Linked DNA regions of Macaca mulatta: region 1 is linked to region 2. The links are chromatin contacts, called in public Hi-C maps. All regions are on one chromosome and are shown on one strand. The core of a region is the stretch at or near the end of the contact, and the rest is flanking DNA. Distances in the headings are between cores, read along the strand shown.

What was found. A called contact is a pair of places that touch in the nucleus more often than the background predicts.
Region 1: a Hi-C map of liver shows a contact between it and region 2, with 4 times the contacts expected there. The contact joins the promoter of CCDC88C here to the enhancer-like site in region 2. A contact is called at or near these places in 7 of 14 Hi-C or Micro-C datasets (CD4 T cells, blood, cortical neurons and 3 more).

Annotation. Positions count from the first base shown.
Region 1 is chr7:164,672,090-164,679,462 of T2T-MMU8v2.0, forward strand. It overlaps CCDC88C (coiled-coil domain containing 88C), which reads right to left and starts at 2,438. Exons shown (of 29, transcript XM_077941623.1): 1 at 2,249-2,438; 2 at 1,345-1,445. The coding sequence starts at 2,252. It overlaps LOC144330380 (a long non-coding RNA gene), which reads left to right and starts at 2,757. Exons shown (of 3, transcript XR_013396487.1): 1 at 2,757-2,959; 2 at 5,599-5,765. It also overlaps the pseudogene LOC114679292.
Region 2 is chr7:164,585,570-164,592,705 of T2T-MMU8v2.0, forward strand. All of the region lies in intron 9 of CCDC88C (coiled-coil domain containing 88C), which reads right to left. Among named protein-coding and RNA genes, the nearest start is that of GPR68, 71 kb to the left of the region's middle. Within about 2 kb of position 2,957, at least 9 of the 40 cell types and tissues checked have an H3K27ac peak or open chromatin away from gene starts, as enhancers often do. A contact at or near this core is called in fetal cortical plate and liver, where this site is marked.

The DNA of each region.
Region 1 (7,373 bases), core at 1,188-3,687, 86 kb after region 2:
CGGGCACCACAGTGGCTCATGCCTGTAATTCCAGCACTTTGGGAGGCCAAGGTGGGCGGATCACCTGAGGTTGGGAGTTTGAGACCAGCCTAACATGAAGAAACCCCGTCTCTACTGAAAATACAAAATTAGCTGGGCGTGGTGGCGCATGCCTGTAATCCCAGTTACAAGGGAGGCTGAGGTAGGAGAATTGCTTGAACCCGGGAGGCAGAGGTTGTGGTGAGCTGAGATCGCGCCATTGAACTCCAGCCTGGGCAACAAGAGCGAAACTCCGCCTCCAAAAAAAAAAAAAAAAAGAGCAAGGTTCTTCAATTATTTTTTTCTAAACAGGCCATTTAAGGCAATTTATTTAAGCCACTTTCTGGATATGCCAATGCAAACTGCTCCTCTGCCTTTGTGAGCCACGAATGAAGCTGATCTCTCATTAGCTAATAGATTTATGCTCCAGTATGACAAGCTGCTCAGTCCTAGGTGAATAGGTGAGCACACAAGGCTGATCCACAGAGAACATCAGGATGTTTTATTTTGCTTCAAGTGCCTGTGAATCATCCCGACACACAGTTCCGATGTTCCCTGCAGTTTCTGAGTTAAAAACAGAATGCAAAGGTAGGAGCCAACACCTACACTGTGGCAAGCTGTCAATCAGACAGGCCATGCACAACTCAGCAACAGGAAAGGATGTGGTCAGATGTACTCGCTGGCAAGAGTAACTTCTACCAAGACCCTGTTTAGGCTGCATGCTTCCAAACAAACAGCACCAAGGCCTCTGACTCCCTGGGCCCCTCCTAACACTGTGACTTTAAACTCAGTCCATAGAGTGGGACTTAATCAATTGCACTTGCTCTGGGGCAACTGAAAAAGGAAGATGAAATGTAAAGGAGGTCAGAAACACAGGCGACCTCATCTAAAATGAAACTTTATAGTAACCCTCGGATGCCTGGGCCCACCCCGACACTTCCTGTAACCAGACACTCTCCGTTACAGTTCCCTGCCCTTCAAAAGGGGACTTTTTCATTTCATTGCTCAAACCACAATTAGGTCCTTGAGTTTGAAGTCAATTGCACTATCTCCACCAGGTAAACGGCAGTCACTCAATTCCAAATTTCCTTCATCAAACGAACTGCCCGACCCACTGTCCTGGAGTTCTTCAAACACCTATTAGTATTAGTTAATACTCAGTATTAACGCCACTAGGCACGTTAATACTGAGATACCAGCGTCTCTATCTTCAGAGAACCACGCGCCACCCCACACACACTCGGCCATGCAACCTTCCACTCCTTTTCTACTCTGAAACTTTCTAACGCACCATTCTTTCCTTTCTCCGAGAAGAATGTAACTTACATTTGCAGCATGATTTGGTTCAAAAAGATGCCGTCCACTAAATCCATGTACATAGTCAGGTTGTCCTGGTTGCCGCTTCCAAACAGGCCAAAAGTTTTCACCTGCCGGGAGGGGGACGAGGAGAGAAAGACAGGAAGTCACCCCAAGCGCACAAACGGTCCAAAGCTCTCCCAGGCAGAGACGGGCCGGGTCAGTGTGAGCAGAAAAGGGTCCCCCACGCCCACCCCACCCTTCAGCAGGGACCGAGCCCGGCCTTCTCCCAGGGCCTCTCTCCCCTCCCCGCGCCGGGCAACAGACACGGGACAGACAGGAGGAGGAAAACTTCCTCGCCACTTTTCTCCTGCGTTCCAGGGCAGGAAAAAAAAAAAAAAAAAAAGACAGGACTTTTCAATAAATGCCTCACGTCTCAAATCCATTGTAAATCAGTGCGCCCACCCCAGTCTGTTCACGTTCCCACTCGGCGCCCCCATTCCCCACCCGTCACCGCCATCCACCGGCTGGTCTGAGGGATTCAGAAAAACTACACGAGATATTTGGTTGCGAAGAATGGGGTCCTCTTCGGGAGTGGCTAAACCCCGGGGACAGGAGTGACCACTGGGACCCGGTCCGCCCCGAGGCCGCCAGCCTAGCGCCCCGGCGGGAACAGGTGTACCCGCCCGGCTCCCGGCCCGGCCGAAAGCGCGGCGGGGTGCCGCGCTGGACGCAGAACAGGGGCGCCGGCTCCAGAGTTTAAAAGCTCCGGACTCCAGGACGCGGCCCCAACCCCGGCCGGGAGCCACTTGCTGCGTCCCTAGCGGCCCGGGGCCACCCGGGGCCCCGGCAGAGTCAGGTCTGCGACGTCCCCCTGCCGGGCTAGAGAGGAGCCGGTGCACCAACAAAGGGGCGGGGAGCCAGGCACACTCACCCATGTCACCAGCGGGCTCTGCAGGAAGAGCTCCAGGAGCTCCGAGACGGTCACGTCCATGCTGAGGCTGCGCCCGCCGGCTCCGCACCTCCCGCCCCGAGTCCCCGTTCCCCCGCGCCGCGGCGCAAAACGGCTCCGCAGCGAGCACCGGGCGCGGAGCTGCGGCGGCTCGCGCCCGGGAGACAAAGGCGGGGCGCGCGAGCCCACGTTCCGCGGCTTCGGCGGCCCCGCGCCCCGCCCGGGTCTGGGGGAAGGGGAGGGCCCGCCGCTCGGGGAGGAACAATGCGGGCGGCCCCGCCCCTCGGCGGCCCTGGGCGACAGGCGCGCCGCCTCGCGGTGCCAGCCCGGGAGCCCGAGAGCCCGGGCGCGGGACGCGGCTACGCGGGGCGCTGGGAGGAGGCTGGTGGCCCGCGGCGGGTGGGTCGCGGCGCCCGGTTCCCCGCCCGTGGGACCGCGTGCCCTCGCTGAGCGCAGCCTCCCGGCGTGTGGAGCCCCAGCACGTGGCGCCTCCCTGCGCGCGTGCGCCTGCAGCCGGGGCCCGAGCGCCACGTGCGGACTGGGGCGCGCGGGCGCTAGTGCGCGCCGGGAGCTGGGACGCCCTGTCCTCCGAGGTTGCTCTGCTCTCCGAGGTAGCCGCCAGGCCACCGCCCGTTCCGGGCTTGGGGAGCTCGGCCCTGCGCCTTTGCGGACTCCTGGCAGGTGCAGCCCCAGGTACAGCCAAGAGGCCCCGCAAACCCGCGCTTCTCACGGTTGTGCCCGGCGCGAGAAACGCGCCCCGACCCTGGGGCCGGGCCAGAGGGCAAAGGGGGAAACTTTATGTTGAGTTTAGGCCATAGGGGCGCGGCCCATCGCGCCCTACCGTGCCCCACCGTGCCATGTTCCGGGCTGCCTGCCTTCTAAAAGTTCCTGCAGGAAGCAGGTGATGTGGCCTCCCCGACCCGGGCCCGCCCCCACCACTTTGCCGGAGGCGAGCTAAATTCCAGCCGGGGTTCCTAGCAGCAGCTTAGTGGCAGGCGACAGAAAAAGGGCAAAGGCCCCAACTGGCTGGAAGGCAAGCCCAGGGGCGGGACCTCCATGCGGGACGGCACGAGGCAGGAGCCGGCTCCAGGCTGGTCTCGGCCTGGTAATAATTTCACACCACCAGCCGGTCATTGTTCAAAGCACTGTAGACCATTTTACTAATTTAACCCACACGATCGCCGCATTTCCCAGCTGGGCCAACCGGTGCGGGGTTGACCCGAAGCGCCCTGTGTAGCGCTTGGCAAGTATACAGCAGGCACTAAATGGCTGCCGACAGGCTCGGTGGTAATTTTGAAAGTCGGCTTTGTGAAGTGTTGGGGTTGCGGCATCTGCTGGTGGCGCGTGGTATTACAGCCCAGCGCTGGCAGACCCCGTTGGGCTGGGGAGGGTTGTGAGATTATGGCCTGAGAGCCAAGGAGGGCGGTTAAGGGTCCCTAGAGACTGTGGAAGGCGGGGTAGCATAAAAGACAATGGGGGACTGCGGAGGAACTGAAATTTCGAGACCACATGGTTTTGTTGTGCACCAGAAGTTCATTAGAAGAGTTCCTTAATTGCTTCTCAACCCGCAGCGATGGCTCTCCACCACGCGGATTAATTTAACAACTCTAATGATTGCTCTGTGAAATTTGAAGAACAGTGGCTTAAGCAAAGACCACAAGAAAGAAGAATTGAGATCAAAGAGGAGTGTGTGCCATAGCTGTGGAGCAGTTTCAGCTGTGAACCATGAAATGTCCTGTAAACCATTTCAAGGAGTTTGGTTTTTATACCAAAAACAATGGGAAAACACTACAGGTTTTTGGAGCAGCATCTCAGACATGTCGAAAAAGATGTTTTGATCCCTAAAATAATGAGAGAAAAGACCAGAGAGAGGTCTTCTGACAAGTTCAAGATTTTACCAAATGTTGCAAGAACTCTGCAATCCTTATGGTAGTAAAATGCTGGAAAGAAAATTCTGCAATGAAAGAATGTCTAACAGCTCACTATAATGACCCAGCTTTTTATGAACAATACAAAATGGAATACCTGAAGGAAAAGGAAGAATTCAGAAAAACTGGAATTTCTACCAAAAAAAGGCTACAGAAGCTGCCCACAAGTGTGTAGACAAATATTCAGATGACATTCAGGAACTCTAATATTCATGGAAGTCGTTTATAGAATAAACCTTAAACAATGGACTCAAGAATGTGTGTTTGCTAATTATGTGTGTATCCTAATTATGGAAATATTAATTTTATCTGAAATAAAAATCTTTTTTTTTTTTAAGAGACGGAGTCTCGCTCTGTAGCCCAGGCTGGAGTGCAGTGGCGTGATCTCTGCTCACTGCAAGCTCCGCCCCCTGGGTTCACACAATTCTCCTGCCTCAGCCTGACGAGTAGCTGGGACTACAGGCGCCTGCCACTACGCCCAGCTAATTTTTTGTATTTTTTAGTACAGATGGGGTTTCACCGTGTTAGCCAGGATGGTCTCGATCTCCTGACCTCATGATCCACCTGCCTTGGCCTCCCAAAGTGCTGGAATTCCAGGCGTGAGCCACCGCGCCTGGCTAAAAATTGTTTATTTAAAAAATGTTCCTTAGTTGCTCATAATTTAAGTTAGTTCAAAAATAGGTATAATGTGTACAAACACCACTCTTTGCTTGGAAGCAAGCAAAAAAGTAAGGGGTGCAGATGCGGCCAAAGTTATTTTTCCAAATTTTTTGGAAAGACAAGGATGAGGGATCTTTAAAGTTATTTGTTGAGGCCAGGTGCAGTGCCTCACACCTGTAATCCCAGCATTTTGGGAGGCCGAAGTGGGTGGATCACGTCAGCCCAAGAGTTCCAGACCAGCCTGGCCAAAAAAAAAAGAAAAAGAAAAATATTAGCTGGGCATGGTGGTGCACACATGTGATCCCAGCTACTCCGGAGGCTGAGAATCACTCGAACCTGGGAGGTGAAGGTCACAGTGAGCTGAGATTGCACCATTGCCCTCCAGCCTGGGTGACAGAGCAAGACTCTGTCTCAAAAAAAAAAAACAAAAAAAAAACAAAAAAAAAAACCCACATGCACACACACACATATTTATTGAGTAAGCTTACTCTCTCACACTAAGAAATACAGTGGACAAATGCCTTTTGACAGTTGTGAGACTTTTCCCATCCTAGCGAGGGAATTTTCCCCTGGGGACATTGACAAGGCCCTGGGCCACAGCCATGTCAGGAATGTTTGCTTTGGGGTCAGTTAGCTGCTGTGTTGGTTCATAATCATTGATGTATCTGCCACCATGCCGTGGCTTGACCACGCCACCAGCCGGTCATTGTTCAAAGGATCTAACTCAGCTCCCTTGTTCCCTAGGAGGCAATGGGGCAGGTACACTGGATGGTGCCCCAGGTAGCAGGGTTGGAAGGCTTCAAAGGACTGGATGGCCTGGACACGTTACCTCCTAGAAGTCACTTAATCTGCAAAATCAGGATAAGACCATTTTCCCCATATGACTTGACAAGACAATATTAAAGCTCAAGGTGATGCATGTAAAAAGATTGTGGAAGCCATAAAGCTTTGTAGAGATACATAATCACTGTCTCTTCCTCATCTTCCGCCCCATTCTGCTACCCCTGCTTTAATAAAAAACTGTTTTCCCGAAGTCTCCATCGGGCTGGGGCATAAGCTTCAAGGAGCAAATGCACAGACCCTCCACTGACCACTACACAGAGAGTCCCACTCCCCCTCCATCCTTCCAGAACATCCTTGGCTTTCACTCCATCCATCTGAACCTTAACTCTTCATTTTTAAGTTAATCTCTTTTTTTTTCCTTGTTAATCTCTGGATATAAATGTATCTATTGCTTAATACATCGCTTCCTGGATAGAAGCAGTATTTTGTATTCTTCTGATAAAGGAATTTTCTACCCTCTCAGAAAATACTGACTCAGCAGTGTTAGCTAATGGCATTTCTACTTTACTACATTTCTAATTTCTAAATTGTTCCTACAACTTTGGGTGGGGTGAGGGAATAGCTTTTTTTTCTTTCTCTTTTTTTTTTTTTTTCCCCGAGACTGAGTCTTGCTCTGTCGCCCAGGCTGGAGTGCAGTGGCACAATCTTGGCTCACTGCAACCTCTGTCTCCCAGGGGTCAAGCTATTCTCCTGGCTCAGCTTCCCAGGTAGCCGAGACTGCAGGTGTGCACTACCACACCGAGCTAATTTTTGTATTTTTAGTAGAGACGAAGTTTCACCATGTTGGCCAGGCTGTTCTCAAACTCCTGATGTCAGGTGATCTGCCCACCTCGGCCTCCCAAAGTGCTAGGATTACAGGTGTAAGCCACCATGGCTGGCCGCAAAAGACTATATTCTATTATCGTTTTATATTGTCACAGATCTGACGTTTTGGAACATTATTTTATTTATTTATTTATTTATTTTTGTTTATTTATTTTTGAAACAGAGTCTCGCTCTGTTGCCCAGGCTAGAAATGCAATGGCTGAGCAATCACAGCTCACTGCAGCCTCGGTCTCCTGGGCTCAAATGATCCTCCTGCCTCAGGCTTCTTAGTAGCTAGGACTGCAGGTGAGCCCCACCATGTCCGGATAATTTTTTTTTTTAATTTTTTAATTCTTAGTAGAGACAAGGTTGCTATGTTGCCCAGGCTGATCTCAAACTCCTGAGCTGAAGTGATCCTCCTGCCTCGGCCTCCCAAAATGCTGGGATTACAGGCATGAGCCACCATGCTGGGCTGGAACATTCTTAAAATATTGGAAATTAGGCCGAGTGCAGTGGCTCACACCTGTAATTCCAGCACCTTGGGAGGCCGAAGCGGGTGGATCACGAGGCTGGGAGTTTGAGACCAGCCTGACCAACATGATGAAACCCTGTTTCTACTAAAAATACAAAAATTAGCCAGACATAGTGGCATGCACCTGTAATCCCAGCCACTCAGGAGGCTGAGGCAGGAGAATTGCTTGAACCCCGGAGGCGGAGGTTGTAGTGAGCCAAGACTGCACCACTGCACTCCAGCCTGGGCGACAGAGAGAGACTCCATCTAAAAAAAAAAATTGGGAATTAATATTATTGTCAAATTCAGGAAAAGCATAAAGGATTTGGGGTCCTTTGGGATGCAAGGCATAGGAGAGTAT
Region 2 (7,136 bases), core at 1,707-4,206:
GGCGCCCTCTTCAACACCCGCCTCCGGACAGGGAGATGCTGGGAGGTGAGAAACAGGCTTATAAACAGGAGGGGCACCTGGGCGTGGGACGCGGGGGGTGGGCAGGAAGACAAAGAACCAAGGTCGCCCTATGCTCTGGCTTGAGCACCCGAGTGGATGTGACTCCAGACCAGAGACAGGACAGGCAGGTGTGGAGGGAAAGACAATGACTCTGAACACACTGGCCTTGAGACGTCTCTGGACGACCCGGGTACACTGAGGCCTGGAGCACAAGACAGAGCCTCAGCCAAAGATTAAGATCTGGCACTCAAGGGTCTATGTGTATGGGCTAAGAGAAGTGGGCGGGGCAGGTGAGCCATCCCTGGAGAAAGCCCAGAGGAGCAAAGGCCGAGGGGTGGATGAGGGCCCTGGTACTGAGGGGTGGGCCTGCGAGGGGAGGGTGAGTCCAGGAGTGGGGAGAGTGGAAGCTCAGGCAGGAAGTGGTAGGAGGGGCTGGGGCCGAGGAGTGCTTGCCGGATATGTCCATGTCAGGAGCACTCTTCACTGGCAAGAGTGGCTTTGGTAAGTGGGGGGGGTGCAGGCACGGCAGGTGGCCCCAGAGACTGGGGGAAATGGGCCCACAGATGACACTGCTTTCACACAGTTCTGCCTTTGAGCCCAGGGAGAGGCAGCTGGAGAGAGTGGAGGAAAGTGGAAAGGTCTGTTTTAAGTAAAAGATGGGAGAGCCTCAGGGGCCTCAAGACACTGGACCCAAATCAACAAACATGTCCCAAGCACCTTTTCCTCCCGAAGATGACTGAGACCTCTGAGAGCTGCAGGAGATGCTGTGTGGGGCCAGAGGAGGCTGGAGGAGGGCAGGAGAGCTGGGGCCCTATCTCCAGGCCTCGTGGGCAAGGCAGACCAGGCCACAGCAGAGCTCCTGCCCCACCCCATTCCTGGTCACCATGGCGGGGGGAGGATGTGCACACGTGTGTGTGCACGTGCAAGAGAGAGGAGAGAAAGACACACACATACATTCTGGGAATGATCATTAGCCTAGCTCCTCACTGGTTGGTGCTGGCCAACAACCCTTTCTGTCCCTCTGGCTGACCCCTCACTGCAGAGATCTATTCCAGGGTCCCCACCTCCTCTGGGGCAGCTCCCTGTCAGGGAGGCTCCCCATGGAGAGGTGCACCCCAGGATAAGCCCATTGCAAACATGCTCCTGTATCACAGGATGCCAAGGTCTCAGACATGCCCCAGAGCACCCCCCACTTTGACAGATGGGGACAAGACTTGCTTAACACCTGGCGAGCTGGATCTAGACTATGCCCAGCTAGGTCTCTGCCCCTGGGTATAGACTGTGCCCAGGTAGGTTTCTGCCCCTGGGTATGGACTGTGTCCAGGTAGGTCTCTGCTCCTGGATGTAGACTGCACCCAGCTAGGTCTCTGCCCCTGGGTGTAGACTCTGCCCAGCTAGGTCTCTGCCCCTGGGTGTAGACTCTGCCCAGCTAGGTCTCTGCCCCTCGGGCTATTTGGGAGCCCGTGCTGCCTAGAGAGCCGTAAATCACACAGAAGCAGAGAGGTTACATCCACTCCACTCAGGATGCACACAGCATCTATGCATCTGCCCTTTGCCTGCAGTAGAAACTTGCAGCCAGTTTTAAAATATGGGAAAAATTGCAGCCAATTTTAAAATATGGGATGCAATTTTAAAAATATGCGTCCTTCTCCCACGCAGCCCTGAGGGCAACCCCCATGCTATGGACAGCACCGAGCAGAAGAACTACTATTTACAAAGGGAAGTCAGGGACACCCCACGCCTGCCCACACGCTTCCTCCTGGACCGAGGGACACTTACTCTGCTGTTCATTTAGTTGTTTCACCTCTTATGTAAGCTAGGCTAGGAGTAAAAAATAGCTGCCAGACTTTTGAAAACAAACCATGTACATTTGTGTTCCATGTTTTTGTAACCAAAATTAATCTGCCCTTGCCCCGAAGCCTGGGTCCTTTATCTCGTCCTCCCACATGGCAGGACGCGCTCTCCCTTCGGTGATGCACACCGATGTGCTTTCCGGGTTAGACGGGGCAGCCTGTCTGGGCGGACCCGGCCACCAGTCTCTCCCACTGTACCTGCAAGTGCTGCACCAATTCGAGCTGGCACAAATCCAATAACCTCTCTGCTCTCCTGCCTATCTCACCTAACAGCCCTGTCTCCAGTCCCGAGGAATCGAAAAACTCATGATTCCTCCCGTTCCCTCCTCCCCAGACTGCAAGCCTTTTAACTGCAGAGCAAAGGGTGGCGTGATTACCAAGTGCCTTGTGTGTGCCAGGCTCTCTGTATACGCAGTCAAGTAAGACAGAGTCCTGCCTGCTGGGGCTCAAGGTCCACACAAAAAGCCTCTGGCCACACGCTGCCCACAGACTGACCCTTGGCTCTGCAAACCCTGCCTTTCCGGAGGGAATCCAGGAGTGAAGAGCCTCAGGGGGGAAAAAAAGCACTCTGTTCGTCTGCAACCGTATTCCTCCAGCTTGGGAGGAATCCAGGAAGTATAAAGGGACAGACACATGCAGATGTGTTCATATTTCCATTTGGATGACAGCCACTGACGTGTGTGCATCTCTTTTGGCTGTACTATAGGCATACATTAAGGAATTCAATGGAAACATACCTTCTTGCTAATATTTTAACGGTATAGATCTGCTAATGAATTCTCTTCCAAACATATACTTAGTGTACTCTGTTGCTTTATGTCTTATTTTAAACTGAGCCTTAAGGGAATATAGTATTTTAACATTAACTCTGCCAATACTTTTATCTAGAAGCCTGTTGCCATTTTTGTCATCTGTGACATTTATGTCCAAAGAAAGGCAGGATTACATTTTTTCCTAACAGATTGAGTTGTGGTGTAGTGTATTCTTGGTTATCAAAATACTCATACAGCTTTGGGATTTCAAATTGGTAAATATTCATGATGTGTGAAAAAGCATGACATATACTGCATGCTCTCAAACATGTAAAACGAGGCTGTGTGCACACACAGGACACAGAAGGACACGGCAAACTGTAAACTGCTTGTGATTCTGGAGGACTTTGTTCTTTGCTTGTCTTTTTCAGTTTCCTATAATGTACACATTAATTTTTTTAAAGTAAGGTTATTTTTTTAAGGGGGACAAGATGGCCTGGGAGAGGGCCTGTAAAATGCAGATTTCTAGGGCCTGCCCTTACTCCCTGGGGTCTAGGGTGGGGCCCAGGAATCTGCATTTTAAACACAAACCCTCAGCTGATCCTGATACAGACAGACACAGACCACATCTTGAGAAACTGAGAAATGAAGAGCTGAGACTTATGGGAAACTGCTTCACAGCTTTAAACTGATCAATATTTTTAACTGTTTCACAATGGATGTGGTTGACCAAGTGTGAGCTTAGGCAAAGTGCCTGTTGTCCCACTGACCTTTTACTTGGAATATCTCTTCTAACACTAACATTTTATTACAAAAAAATATAAAATTTCCTGAAAGGTCAAAATAATTGTGTCACACACACCCATACACACACCGCCTAGATTCTACAATTACAAGTTTTGCTATCTGTGCTTTATCACATATCCATCCATCTATCCTTCTCTCTAACCACTTCATTTTTATTTTGTGGATAAACATACCTCGTACTTGGGTCTTTTCTAATCTAATGTTTTACCACCTGTGGGTCAACCTCAATTCACAGATGCATTTCTTGTTTTTGAGAGGGGGTCTCATTCTGTCGCCCAGGCTGGAGTGCAGATCTCGGCTTACCACAACCTCAGCCTCCTCCAGGGCTCAAGCAATCCTCCCACCTCAGACTCCCAAGAGTTGGGACCACAGCTGCCTGCCACCAGAGCCGGCTGATATTTCTGGCATTTTCTTGTAGAGATGGGGTTTCACCATGTTGCCCAGGTTGGTCTCGAACTTGTGGGCTCAAGAGATCTGCCTGCCTTGTCCTCCGAAAGTGTTGAGATTATAGGCATGGGCCACTGGGCCACCATGCCTGGGCCACAGATGCATTTCTTCATGGTGCTGTCTGCTTTGAACTGCATAGGAACTGTTCTTAAGGACTCTCAGGGCAAATCCCCTGGAAATGTGCATCGCTACACCCTGAAAAACCTGGATTTTCATGTAAAGCTGGGCACACACTTATTTCTTAAAAGCAACACGGGCCCATCAAAGTCACCTATGCATTAAGGTAGCGCCGGGCCTTGACATGAAGCCCACTCAGCACTGGAGGGAGTGACTGGCCCAGGCATCTGCCACTGGGGGCAAGGGTTCACCTCAACCCCAGCAGGGCTCAGATGGTACCTGGCTCCCACCTCAAAGCAGCTCAGCTCCAGGCCTCTGAGCTGCATTCCAAGTTGAGTCCAACATACACCTGAGTGCTGAGGTGGGAGGCCCGCCCCGGGAGGTCTGTGCTCCCATATTCAGCTTCTGCAGGTATCTGAGAAGGTGGGGGCTCCAATGCAGTACAGCAGCCACCAGCTCTGCAAATGCAGCACTGCCCAAAGCCAGCTCCAGATACGATTCACTCAACGAGCATCTCTCCAACACCTCCCAGGGGCCAGAACTGCCCTACATGCTGAGAACTCGCCCCATGAAGACACAAACCAAACTCCTGGGCCAGGCTTCCTTGTCCGGTGGGACTCGGGGAAGCAGTGGTGGAAAGCAGGGCTCATGCATCGGGCAGACTTGGGGCCACGCAGCCTAAGTGCTTAAATGTTCTGAAACACCCCACACCACCCGCCTCGTGAAAATGCTTGATGGGCATGCTGCACACCTTCCATGGCTGGGCCCTGAGAGCCCCTCCAGCCTCACCCCTCACCGTCCACCCGGACACACCAGGACCTTGTGGCCCTGACTTCGGGTTTCTCTCCTGCATGCTGCTTTCTCGGGCTTCCAGGCCTTTGCTCCTCCCCCTGCCTGGCTCTCCCTGCTTGGTTAACTCCTAGCTATTTCAGGCCTCACTTTCAACAGCACCCTCCCAGCAAAGGCCTTCCCTGGCCCCAGCCCATGTTTGGATGAGGCGCCCTCCCCTCCGTGACCCCCAGCACAGCACTGACGGTGCTGCGTCCTAACCATGTGCTGCCTGCCTGCTCCCCTCCCCAGAAGCTAAGCCCTGTAGGTTCAGCTGTTTCTTCCATGACTATCTCCATGCTGCTCAATTAATGTCACTGCATGAAAAAGGCAAAATCACTCACAAACAGAAAGGTTTCAAGTCTAGAAGAGGAACAAGGGAGGGAATCCTAAATTGTTCTAAGCATCCTATGAGGACTGAAGATGGTTTGCTAGGGTGTTGTAACTATTCCAATCCAAGGACAGGTGTCCTCCACCACTTATCTGAGTCCTGACACCATGGGCATCCGAAGGTAGTACAACTCACTCCTCTCAACAGTGGCCTGGACTCAATCGACCATGCCCAGTTCATCACCTGCGTCGATGGCTCTGTGTCTGCAAACCTACGTGTGTGTCACTACCTATCCCTGAGTAAATGTCTCATGCAGATAAGACACTATTGCTCTTTCTCTTGTGATTAATAAAATGAATACGAAATCTAAGGCATTATAAATCTCATGGTAATTTTCCACTATGAAAGTCGTTAATGTGAAAAATACTTCTGTCATTTCACAGAGGCATGACACTGGAGACTATGGAAACCTCTCTCAAACGCCAAGAACTCCCTGATGCAGAGGGCAGAGCCTGTGCGTTTCTAGATCCTCTGCTCCTGGTGCAGGGCTCGGTTACCATGCAGGCAGGTGCTGGGCAGACGCGTCTGCGTGACTGAGCGAGGATGCTCCCACAAGGCCGGGAACAAATACAGAGACCGGATCCCCAAACCCACCCTCCTCCGCAAATCAGGGTACGGGGTGAGATGTGGGAGTCACGTTCCATCCATGACCTCACTCTGGGGCTGCACGAGGTCCCCCATGTGCAGGAGGAGCTGCTGAGGTGGTGGTTTGTGCATGACAGTCCCCAGTCCTCCCACCCAGGGCATTTCCAGTCAGTGATGCAGCCGTCAGAAGCTGCCCATGTCCCGGAGCCCATATGTGCCGGGGATTTGGGCCTCTCATAACCCACAGAGCCAGTGGCCCATCTCCAAGACAAAGCTGAGAAACGGTCTACCCTCTCCACCCCTCGCCCAGGCCTGGGCGGGCTTTGCACAGCCTCTAGGATGCCTTCTCAGCAGGGGGCAAGGAGCTTTAGCACGTGGCTCACATTCCTCAGGGGACACTCCCTGAGTGGGTCTGAGGAACAGACAGGCCCTTGCCATAGCCTCGCCAACCCACCTCGCCCAGCCCCAGTGCCTCCAGGGCCCGGTTGCAGCACAGAGCACATGGAAATCCTGGGCCGACAGCCTTTCCCGGCAAGCCCGACAGCTCCATGGCAGGGAGAGGACAATGCGGCGCTCTGCCTTCGGTGGCCTAAGCAGCCTTCTGGCTGGTAGGAGGGACATCGGGCTTATTTCTTAGCCTTGAACAAGTCCACTCGATGTGTGCCAGTATTCTGATTTCACTCAGCTCATGTTTTCTAACCACTTCCAGCCCCCCCGGAATAGGCAATGGGAAAAATTCCTAAATCCTCAGAAAAGAGGGTCCCGGAAGCTGCTCCTGACATGAGGTTGTCAGGGTGAGTGGTCAAAGCATCAGACACCTCACTTGGGTCTGGGTCTCCATGTAGCCTTGACCCTTTCAGCTGCATTCTTCCCAGAACCTTGATAAGACTTAAAATAAAGACGGTTCGAGTAGCCTCCACCGGCTGATGACTTACTATGGGGCTTGCCCAACACCATCTTTGAAACCTCACAGAGCCATAACAGTATTCCTATTTTCAGGGACAGGGTTCCTCTCCGCCACCTAGGCTGGAGTGCAGCAGTGCAATCATAGCTCACTGCAGCCTCGACAACCCAGGTTCAAGCAATCCTCTTGCCTCAGCCTCCTGAGTAGCTGGGACTACAGGCACGTGCCACTATGCCTGGATAAATTTTTTTATTTTTTGTAGAGACAGAGTCTTGCTATGTTGCCCAGGCTGATCTCGAACTCCTGGCCTCAAGCGATCCTCCCACCTTGGTCTCCCAAAGTGCTGGGATTATAGGCATGAGCCGCCTGCGCCCAGTTGCCTGTTATTCTCA